Regions from separate parts of the Mus musculus genome. Here region 2 is linked to region 1. Evidence: chromatin contacts called from public Hi-C data. All regions are on one chromosome and are shown on one strand. The core of a region is the stretch at or near the end of the contact, and the rest is flanking DNA. Distances in the headings are between cores, read along the strand shown. Region 1 has its middle 370 kb from the start of Mir6343. Region 2 holds the start of Epha4 (Eph receptor A4).

Region 1 (4,549 bases), core at 656-3,155:
ATCATAAACATGTATTAAATTGTCAATAAATTAACAATGAAAAACTTCTAAGTAGTTCTTATCATTAATATCTTAGTGATTGCATGGTGTTCACATACATACGCATAAGTATGTGCCATTATCTTCTAAGCCAAATCATTTTATATGTATATGAATAACGATAAGGAGCTACCACAAGAAAAAAAAACTATTTAAATTTTTCTCAGTATTTAATTATAAGCATCTCCCATTCAATCAAGAACTCAGTAAGTATATTTTAATGGTTGCATGGTCTTCTGCTGAATGGCATTCATATATATAATTGAATTGAACATTTTTCTCTTCAGGGATACTGACAGTGTTTCCATAGATTTGAGTAGCATGTATTTGAGAGAACGATGGGAGGAAACATATTTGTTTACGTTTTCAACTGGTTTGTTTTCCCATGGCCCGATCGCTCATGCAGACTCTGTGAATCGGGAAGCGTTTTTATGGCTCTCAATGCACAGGACTCCTGCCATTTCCAAGTGTGATGGTTTGTTTTCACCTGGCTCCAGATTGTTCTCGCTCCCTGTAGTCAATATTTATTTATGAGAATTGTTAACTAAAGGTAATGAGAGAAATTGAGGAGAACGTAAAGGGTGAAGCAGTTTGCTTGAAACTTCTCCTTGAAAAAGTCTTTTTGTCCTTGATCAAATTGTACCTGGATTTTAATTTTGCTCTTCTGACTATGGGGAACATGCCAGACCCCTTCAGTTTTGCTTTAGAGATCATCTTTAACTTTGCCTTTGATTCTTATGTCTGCTTTCTCTTATACTTCTACTTTTTTTTTCCTCCCCGTCTCTTCCACTTTTTTTTTTTTTTTCCTCGAGACAGGGTTTCTCTGTTTAGCCCTGGCTGTCCTGGAACTCACTCTGTAGACCAGGCTGGCCTCGAACTCAGAAATCCACCTGCCTCTGCCTCCCAAGTGCTGGGATTAAAGGTGTGTGCCATCATGCCCGGCTTCTTCCACTTCTTCTTCTTTTTTTTTTTTTTTTTTTTTTTTTTTTTTTTTACAGCATTCTTCAAGTGTTCTGGTGCTGCATTTTTTTTTAATATTTTTTATTACATATTTTCCTCAATTACATTTCCAATGCTATCCCAAAAGTCCCCCATACCCTCCCCCCCACTTCCCTACCCACTCATTCCCATTTTTTTGGCCCTGTACTGGGGCATATACAGTTTGCGTGTCCAATGGGCCTCTCTTTCCAGTGATGGCCGACTAGGCCATCTTTTGATACATATGCAGCTTTCCACTCTCTCTTTTGTTGTAGTGGTACAAATATCTCCGGGCCTGGAAAAGGGGACACCTTCTTTTCTTTCCTTACTCATTGCCTGTCTTTCTCCTGAAACAATGAAGCACAGGTCCTAGCTCCCTTTTCCGAAGAGTTTGGGACTCTCAAATCTGCTCTGCCCTCCAGGTTCTGTTTCTGAGGTTTAAATCTTTGAAATTCCTTTGCTCAGAGTCACTTCCATGTGATACTTGCTGCATAAGCCTCAAGCAAAGCTGGGGTCAGAGAATGACAGGTCCAGAGGATCTCCTAGTGCCCATCATCCGCAATGTCACAGTGGGACTCCTTCAAAACATGCTAGAGATGTCGTTCTCATTGTGCCTGAGCTCATATAACTCCCTATGTTTTTCTCTATTCCTAAAATAGGACCCAAGTCTCCTGGCTGAAATCCCATGCAGATGCCAAGCTCAGCAATGGATCTGAAGAGTCACATTTGAAAGATGTCCTCGAAGCAGGAAAATCTGACACAGAAAACCAGGAGTAAGTAAACCCATCTGCCCTGTGACATCTGGGTTTTGTTTGTCTGTATGAATTCGGCAAATGGGCCAGAGCATTACAGAATAGCAAGAACTTGAGAAACAGGTTATTCTACTAGAGCAGTTTTGCGTGGAGCCACATCTCCTAGCAAGTTAGGAACTGACAAGGACTGGTGTCTCACTGGAGAATGTCTTTGGGTTTCTGTGTAAGTGAGGAACTTACTAAAGCAAGGGAATTTGAAGCATGTGGCTTCTTACAAATGTTTCAGACTCGGATTGGAAACTGTGATCTGTCCTTCAGGTCAAAAGCAAGACCATGCTTTCCCTGATCAGCTTCCTGCCTGTGAGCGATCAATCATTTATTTCCCCCGGGGCATTGTAGTTCATAGGTCTGTGGCCTGTTTTCCATTGGCTTCTATTATCATTTGCTAATTAGATTACAACCTAGTATTTACCTTTGAGTGCCTCTTAGAGCCCCTCTCCCCCCCCCCCCCCCCGCCATGTTTTTCTGTTAGCTTTAGAAATGTGGCTGATCTTGATGTCTCTTGGCCTGTTGTGTTCAACCAAGCAGAGGGGGAACTTCATATGCCACTTGGCTTGGGAAGGCCAGAAGAGGTTAATAAAAAAGGAAAGAAAGAAAGAAAAAAAAAGAAAGAAAGAAAATTCAACTACTCTGATTAATGTTCAGCTGTAACTTACCTTTGAGAATACAAACTTCGGAAAGTTTAGAGATGTTGGCATCCCTGGATTGCCTCAGGCTTTAAAACTCTCACCTTGACTTCATATCTTGCTTATGCTTAATAAAAAATTATTTTCTAACAGAAAATAACATCATGACCCTCGGAGGTGGGTACTCTGTGTGTCAGCCCCGCTAGGCTGCAGAGCCCAGTTATTTGGCCAAACGCCAATCTAAATCTCATGATGAAAACAGTTACTTCTGTGTATGATTAGCATTTAGATTACTGGAACCTAAGTAGCACAGATTATTGTATCTAATGTAGGGGAGCATTTTGAGTCAGATGAAGTCCTCAAATCACTCATGATCCCTCAGGGAACAGAAGTCGTGTCTCCAAACTGCAGCCCAGAAATTCTGTCGTAGGGTCAGCAAGATCCTCAGCAAGAAAGGAGCCTGCTGCCAACCCTGATGACTTGAGTTCAAACCTCAGAACCTATAAATAATAAATAAGTGTAATTTTTTTTAAAAAAAAGAAAGAAAGTGGTATCGTTGATGCAACACGACCTTCTGGGGTCTGATTCTCTGTCGCCAACCTAGGTGCTTAAGCGCTTCAAGGAAAGTAGGTGGTGCTGAGTCTTAAGCTGAGCTCTTATTCTAAGCAAATGCATCGATTTAACCATCAGTATTTTGGATTGTTCCATGCCTGGTTTGAGTACACATTTACTTGGCTTATGTGTCACTGACCCCCAAATTGAAGAATAAATATTAACTCTGTCTCAAATAAAGTTCTACTTTGTTGGCTTCAATACAGGTAGCAACATCTTACCCCAAGTTTGAGGGCACAGAATTTATACTAGAAATGCACCTAAATACTATAAGTTAAAAAACCCTGCCATACATACACTCATACGTACATACATACATATGTACACATACACATGTACACATACAAACTCACACAAATACACACACACCTGCACACTCACACATACACACACATTGGTGAGGGCGCAACATAATTTGGGCTTCAAATTATCTACCCAGGTGGCTCCTCTGTTATTTTGAAGATCCACAAGGTAGCTGATCAAGTGAACATTCTCTCTCTGCATCAGACAACCAGTGCTTGGCCAGTGTCTCAACTTGGTTTGGGGACTTGACTTGGGGCCTCTTCTTTGGCTTGCTAGCATACAGATCTGCCAAGCTGGACTAGGGCTCTCATTGCTTCTAGCTACTGTCTAGCCATCTGTTTTCAGAGGTTCTGTTTCTATCCTATCCCAAGAAAGGAAAGAGCAAAAACAGCCTAGATGAGTGCTTTGGTTTCCATCCATTCCTTATGTGGTCATCATCTAGTCCAGCATTTCTTTTTTAGATTTACATATGCATGTAGGTATGTGTGTAGCTATGCATGAGTATGCATGTAAATGTGTATATCTGTGCATATATGCCTGTATGCATAAATGTATTTGTGTATGTGTTTATATGCATGTGAGTTTGTGTGCTTGTGTGCATGTGTGTGTGTGTGTGTGTGTGTGTGTGTGTGTGTGTGTGTGGCTGTGTCTGTGTGTCCGTGTTGTGCACGTGTTTGTGTGTGCCTGTGTCACTCTCCTTGTGTGTAAATACACACAAGTATATAGAGAGGTCAAAGGACTTTTTTGCCTGAGACCATTCTCTTCTTCAACCATGCGGGATTCTGGGAGAGAACTCAGATCAGCAGGATTGATGGCAAACTCCTTTTCTACACTGGGCCATCTTGCTGGCCCTGGTCTAGTACAAAGCCAGCTAGCTGTGATAAACAGTCACCCTTTCCCTCCACAGCTTGTCCTTGGGCCACTATGTTCACAATCAGAAAGGAGAAAAGTGAACTATCAAAATGTCAAAGCCATATCTGGGCCAGTGGATGTGAAATTACTCTGTCAATATTTCCTAAGTGTTCTTTGTTAAGATCTTACCAAAGATCATTGACACGTATGAACCCCATTCGTTTTCATTTTCTTCACTGGCAAAAATCTAGTCCTCATGTTTTCCTTGGAAATATCTTTTCTAACTGAGAGTTAAGCAGTAAAGAAATCACATGAACCACCAAGAAG
Region 2 (4,728 bases), core at 670-3,169, 630 kb after region 1:
GTGCAGCGCCCCCCCCGCGCCCCCCCCCCGCTTTCAACATTAGCCTACGGTTCCATCGAGCGCCTTTTTTTTTTTTTTTTTTTTTGGTCTAGGGCGCCCAGTCTTGCTTCCCAAAGAAAAAAAGAGGGGAAATTAAAGGTAAAGAAAAAAAAAAAAAAAGAATCCTAACTCTAACTACCTCTAGGTCTGGGGCGAGAGAGGTCTCTGGGGACACTTAACAAGTGTGTAAAGTAAGTAGCCATAGCCAGGAGAATGCGAGGTACGCGGTTCCGCTCAGAGGAAAAGCCCCGGGAACTGCCGAGGTGCTAAATCGAAGCCACAACCCCTGGAATGTGACGGAGTAGGGGAGAGACCACTCTTCTACCCCCACTGTCCCCTCCTCCGCCCCGGCACTGCCTGTGGGCAGGTGTACGACAAGGTCCAAACCTCTGCCTGGAGAGCTCCGGGTACCCTCTGTCTAGCCAAGCCTAAGTTGGTTTTTGGCTCCCTCCTTCGGAACAGAAAAAATGATAGTGGATTGCACAGGAATAGCTAGATGGACTGATGCCTGGGGAGACGGAGGCTGGCTGGCTGGATGGATAGATAGATGGATGTACGGAGTGGGAAGAATCGATGAGACAGATGCACAGCTAATGCGCGCAGGTTGGAACACGAACACAGGCCGGAGCCCACGTTCACACACTGTGCGCACTCGCTTACCCGGCACAAAACGTCCAGGTTCCTGCAGACACCCGCGCCAGGCACACATTTGCCCTCAAACACACACACACACACACACACACACACACACACACACACACACACACACACACGAGAGGAGGGGGAGAGAGACAGACAGAGATAGAGAGACAGGGACACATAAGGACAGAAATAGACACAGAGAGTGTTCCTTTCCCCCTAGGCCCATCACAAACTAAATGGTCACCACCTCTCCCCTCACCTCGGACAGAAAAACAGACAAACAATCCTTCCAGAACGTCGCAATAGACAAACAGAAAACGGCACACGAATGGGTCCCGTCGGTCATGCCTGTCCTTCTAGACTAGTCCAGTACCCCATACTGGAGAGAGAAGCTTACAGTGGGGTATGTTTAATTCGCTGACTGGTCCCCTAGTTTTGCTGGATGAGCTAAGGATCTGGGGTAGGGGAGAGGTAGGCCTGAGATTGCAACCTCCAGGGTGCGCGGCCCGATGGAGAAAAAGGTGTCTGAGGCCCGGTGCTAGAAATCAGGTCACCGGCGCCCGACAAGCGGCGCCACCACCGCTGCGCGCTCCGGAGACCAAGCAGCCGGGTCCCGGGAAGCGCTGCGCTGGGAAAACTTTGCAAAAACCCGGGCTCGCAAGGCTTGGACAAGAGGCCGGGCGCTCTGCGCTCTACGTTTGGGTTTCCCTTCTCGCCTGTGCTGCTGATGTAGAGGACTTTGCTCACACGTTTTTTTGTTTTGTTTTCAAATCCCGGTGTATCCCCTCGGGGCGCCTTGAGCCGGCCCTGCAGGCGGATGCTGATAAACTTTGGCCTTTCGCTACAAACTTGGGCAGAGTGGCAGCTTGCATCGGTCACCCTTCTCAGTTCAGACAGCCTGATCCTCCTCAGTCCCCACTTAAGAGGATCCCCTCTGTTCGGCACTCTTCTCCGGAGTGGGAACGCGAGGCTCATGCCGCGCTCTCCACCCCCCGCCCCCCACCCTAACTGGTTCTGAGCTCCAGAAGACCATTCATCAGTGAATCACCCCCTCCGGGTCCCGGACCGCATAAGGGCTGCCGGGCTCTTACCTTCATTCGCGGGGTATACCCTAGAACCGGTGACAGCGTCGCAAATTCCAAAGAGAAACGAAAAGAGGATGAAATAGAAAATCCCAGCCATGGTTCGCCGGTGCCAACGCTGCTCCTGCCGCTTCTATCCCAGTGGAATAAATGCTTAAGTTAGGAGTGCAGCAGTCTGAAGACATTGCCAAGAGGGTGGGACCGGCCCGTGACGTACACCCGCCAGTCCAGAGCTCGTGACCAATAGCAGTGCAGAACCAGCGCCACGTCCCCACCCCCACGGTGCAGAGCCCACCCCCGAGGTCCCGCCCCCTCCAGCCTCCGCAGGGCTCAAGGTCTCCCGAGGCTGGCTTCCCAGCAGTGATGGGTCTGTGCCCCCACGAGAGGCCCCAGACCTTGTCTCGATCCTTGGGGATCGATCCCTTGGACGGCAGAGGGAACTTCGAGAGACTCCGAAAGGACGGTGGGGAAGGCCAGAAAACGTTGGCATTCCCCGCCCGGCCCCAAGTCCGGAGGTGTGCGAGGGAGAAAAGACTCCTGTTGAGATGAAATAAGTCTGAAGTTGACCTGCACCTTGGCTCTTGCCCCTTGCCGAGGTCGTCGGGTCTCTGTACTGTCCACCCCAGCTAAGGTCGGGCGCTCTCTGCTGCACGCAGCCACCCTCACTGCCAGGTTTTGTGTCTTTATGGCGTTCCTCCGTGGGAAATGCTTTGGGCTGGGGGACTTTCGTAGCTTGATAATTCCTTTCCTTCTTAGTTACCTAGCCAGGGGGACCCAGTCATCTCCCCAGCAGCAGAGCGCGGTCACTTGTCCCCAATCTTCCTAACGTTTGGAAGTGATCCCTGGCCAGGTCCGGGTGTTCACATCGACCGAGCCCACTACGGGACTATGAAGGGAGAAATCACCTCGCGACAGCCCTAGCTACCGGGAACTCACTGTGCTTTCCAGGGAGTGTCCCTGGAACCACTTCTAGCCATTCCTGGACACTTAGGTGTAGAAGGGGAAGGTTGTAAGAATGCGAGCACCTGCTGCACAGAAGGGACAGACAGAGGGTCGCAAGCTGCCTGGAGCAGCTACTGTGGCTCTGAACTCCGAAGTCTCCCCGGTACTGATGGGGACAGTCTCCCAGGGGACCAAAATGAGAGGCTCTACCCGCAGAAACTTGTCCCACAACCCCGCGTTGTTCTGGGTGCCAACCATCGACTTCCCAGGGACGCAGACACCATCCGGTCCTCCGATGCTCAGGCCACCGGGGAAGCCAATTTGAGCGCCAACCGCAGCTCAGCTAGCTACCAAGGGACCCGCCCCAGTTGAAACTGGGTGGCTGGTCCCCAGGCGTTTGAAGGGGTGGGATTCCAAAAGATCCACCTTCCGTGCTCGCCTCAAGCTGCCCCTCCTTTGGCTCCCTCCCGGGCCAGATTTTCCTCCTCCAAGTCTGGGTCTCAGCCTGAGTGGAGTTTGAGTGGAGGCACTTTGCAAACAGCAGGGGCAGAGTATCTACGTGAACCAACCGCGCCACCTGCCGGCCAGATGCGGGAGCGCGCGGACCCGGAGCAAAGCAGAACGGACAAAGACCTCAGCCAGCCAGGCAGGTTGTCCAAGCCCGGCTAGTAATTTATTTACAGATTTGGTCAGGTCCTCCCATACTACGGTACGTAAAGTCCTGTCTCAGCTTCCTCCACCTAGACTACGAAAGAAGAACTCGGAAAACGTTTCATGGAGGAACTTCACATGCAAAGGATTTCATGAGTAGCTTGTCCCCTAAAATGGGAATATGGAGTTAAAAAAATCCAAGCATCACCGCAAGGTGTGGAGCAGGTAGAAATCCGAGCGTGGCTCCAGGCGCTTTCTGGTTGTTGTCATGGAGAACGATCGCGTTTCCCGTCCAGGGCTGGAGAACTGTGCTTGCAAATTCAGACCCGGACTAATCACACCAGCAACTTTTGCAGAAGGCAAGAGTGCGCCGGTGGGCAGTAGCTGAGTCGGTTGTCCAGAGGGACAGCGGCTAAGGCTCCTGGCATTTTGACTCTGCGGTTTGGAAAAACCTATTGGAATGTCACCCACAGGGGAAGTGGATTTCCGTTATTGAAGCTACTGATTTTACATCAGTGAAGCGCGCGGGGGGGAGGGGGGATTATGCACGCAGGAATATAAGTGTGTGCATAAATTATTAAAAATAACCGCGCTAAGTCCCCTTAAGAAAAGTCTCGATTCTTTCATGTGTCTTTCTGGCTTTTACCGAAAATAAATAGATAAAGATCTAGGATCCTATAGTTTGGCACACAGATTGAGAAAGGAAAAGAGCAACCCGGATTCTTGGGAAACATTTTTAAACAATAGGTGCCACTTGTGTCTGGGCAAGCGAGTGAGTACTGTGTATTTTCTATAGTTGAAATAGAAAACTAGCTGCCCATCTCGCTGAAAGCAGCAACATTTCGAAAGCACGCATCCCATCCCATGCGCACACTGAATATTAATCATCTTTTCTGGCTACAGATGCCTGAAAAAGCAGAGCTGAAGCAAGGATACAAACAGTCTTCCCTTGCCTACCTTCCCTTTGCTTCACTTCTCAGGCCTCACCGCAGCCCAGCTTTGAGGAGAACCAAGAAACTAAAGGCTAAGTGAGGGAAAGCCTGTCTTGTAGCCTCCTCAGTGAGATCACTGGGCATCTGTCCAGTGACCCCCAAAGAGAACACTCTCCTGGCCACTGGGATGACATCTAGGCCGAGCAAATACAGTTCTTTTTTGTTTGTTTGTCTGGTTTTGGTTTTGGTGTTTTGAGACAGGGTTTATCTGTGTAGCTCTGGCTGTCCTGGGACTCACTTTGTAGACCAGGCTGGCCTCGAACTCAGAAACCCGCCAGCCTCTGCCACCCGAGTGCTGGGATTAAAGGCATGCGCCACCACGCCCAGCGCAAATACAATTCTTTAGTGCAGAAATGAAAACATAGCGCTGGCCCTGGTGA

Evidence for each region. Hi-C and Micro-C count contacts between places; a contact is called where the count stands out from the background.
Region 2: a contact with region 1 is called in a Hi-C map of epidermal suprabasal cells, with 6 times the contacts expected there. The contact joins the promoter of Epha4 here to the enhancer-like site in region 1. A contact is called at or near these places in 4 of 39 promoter capture datasets (cranial neural crest, hippocampal neurons and liver), 5 of 484 Hi-C or Micro-C datasets (cerebral cortex, epidermal suprabasal cells, uterus and 1 more), 20 of 115 datasets of contacts at active chromatin or transcription factors (astrocytes, bone marrow-derived macrophages, craniofacial prominence and 12 more) and 2 of 9 other capture datasets (embryonic stem cells and liver).

The regions. Positions count from the first base shown.
Region 1 is chr1:76,878,791-76,883,339 of GRCm38.p6, forward strand. No RefSeq gene overlaps it. Among named protein-coding and RNA genes, the nearest start is that of Mir6343, 370 kb to the left of the region's middle. Within about 2 kb of position 1,906, at least 12 of the 459 cell types and tissues checked have an H3K27ac peak or open chromatin away from gene starts, as enhancers often do. A contact at or near this core is called in epidermal suprabasal cells, where this site is marked.
Region 2 is chr1:77,513,169-77,517,896 of GRCm38.p6, forward strand. It overlaps Epha4 (Eph receptor A4), which reads right to left and starts at 1,920. Exons shown (of 18, transcript NM_007936.3): 1 at 1,773-1,920. The coding sequence starts at 1,863.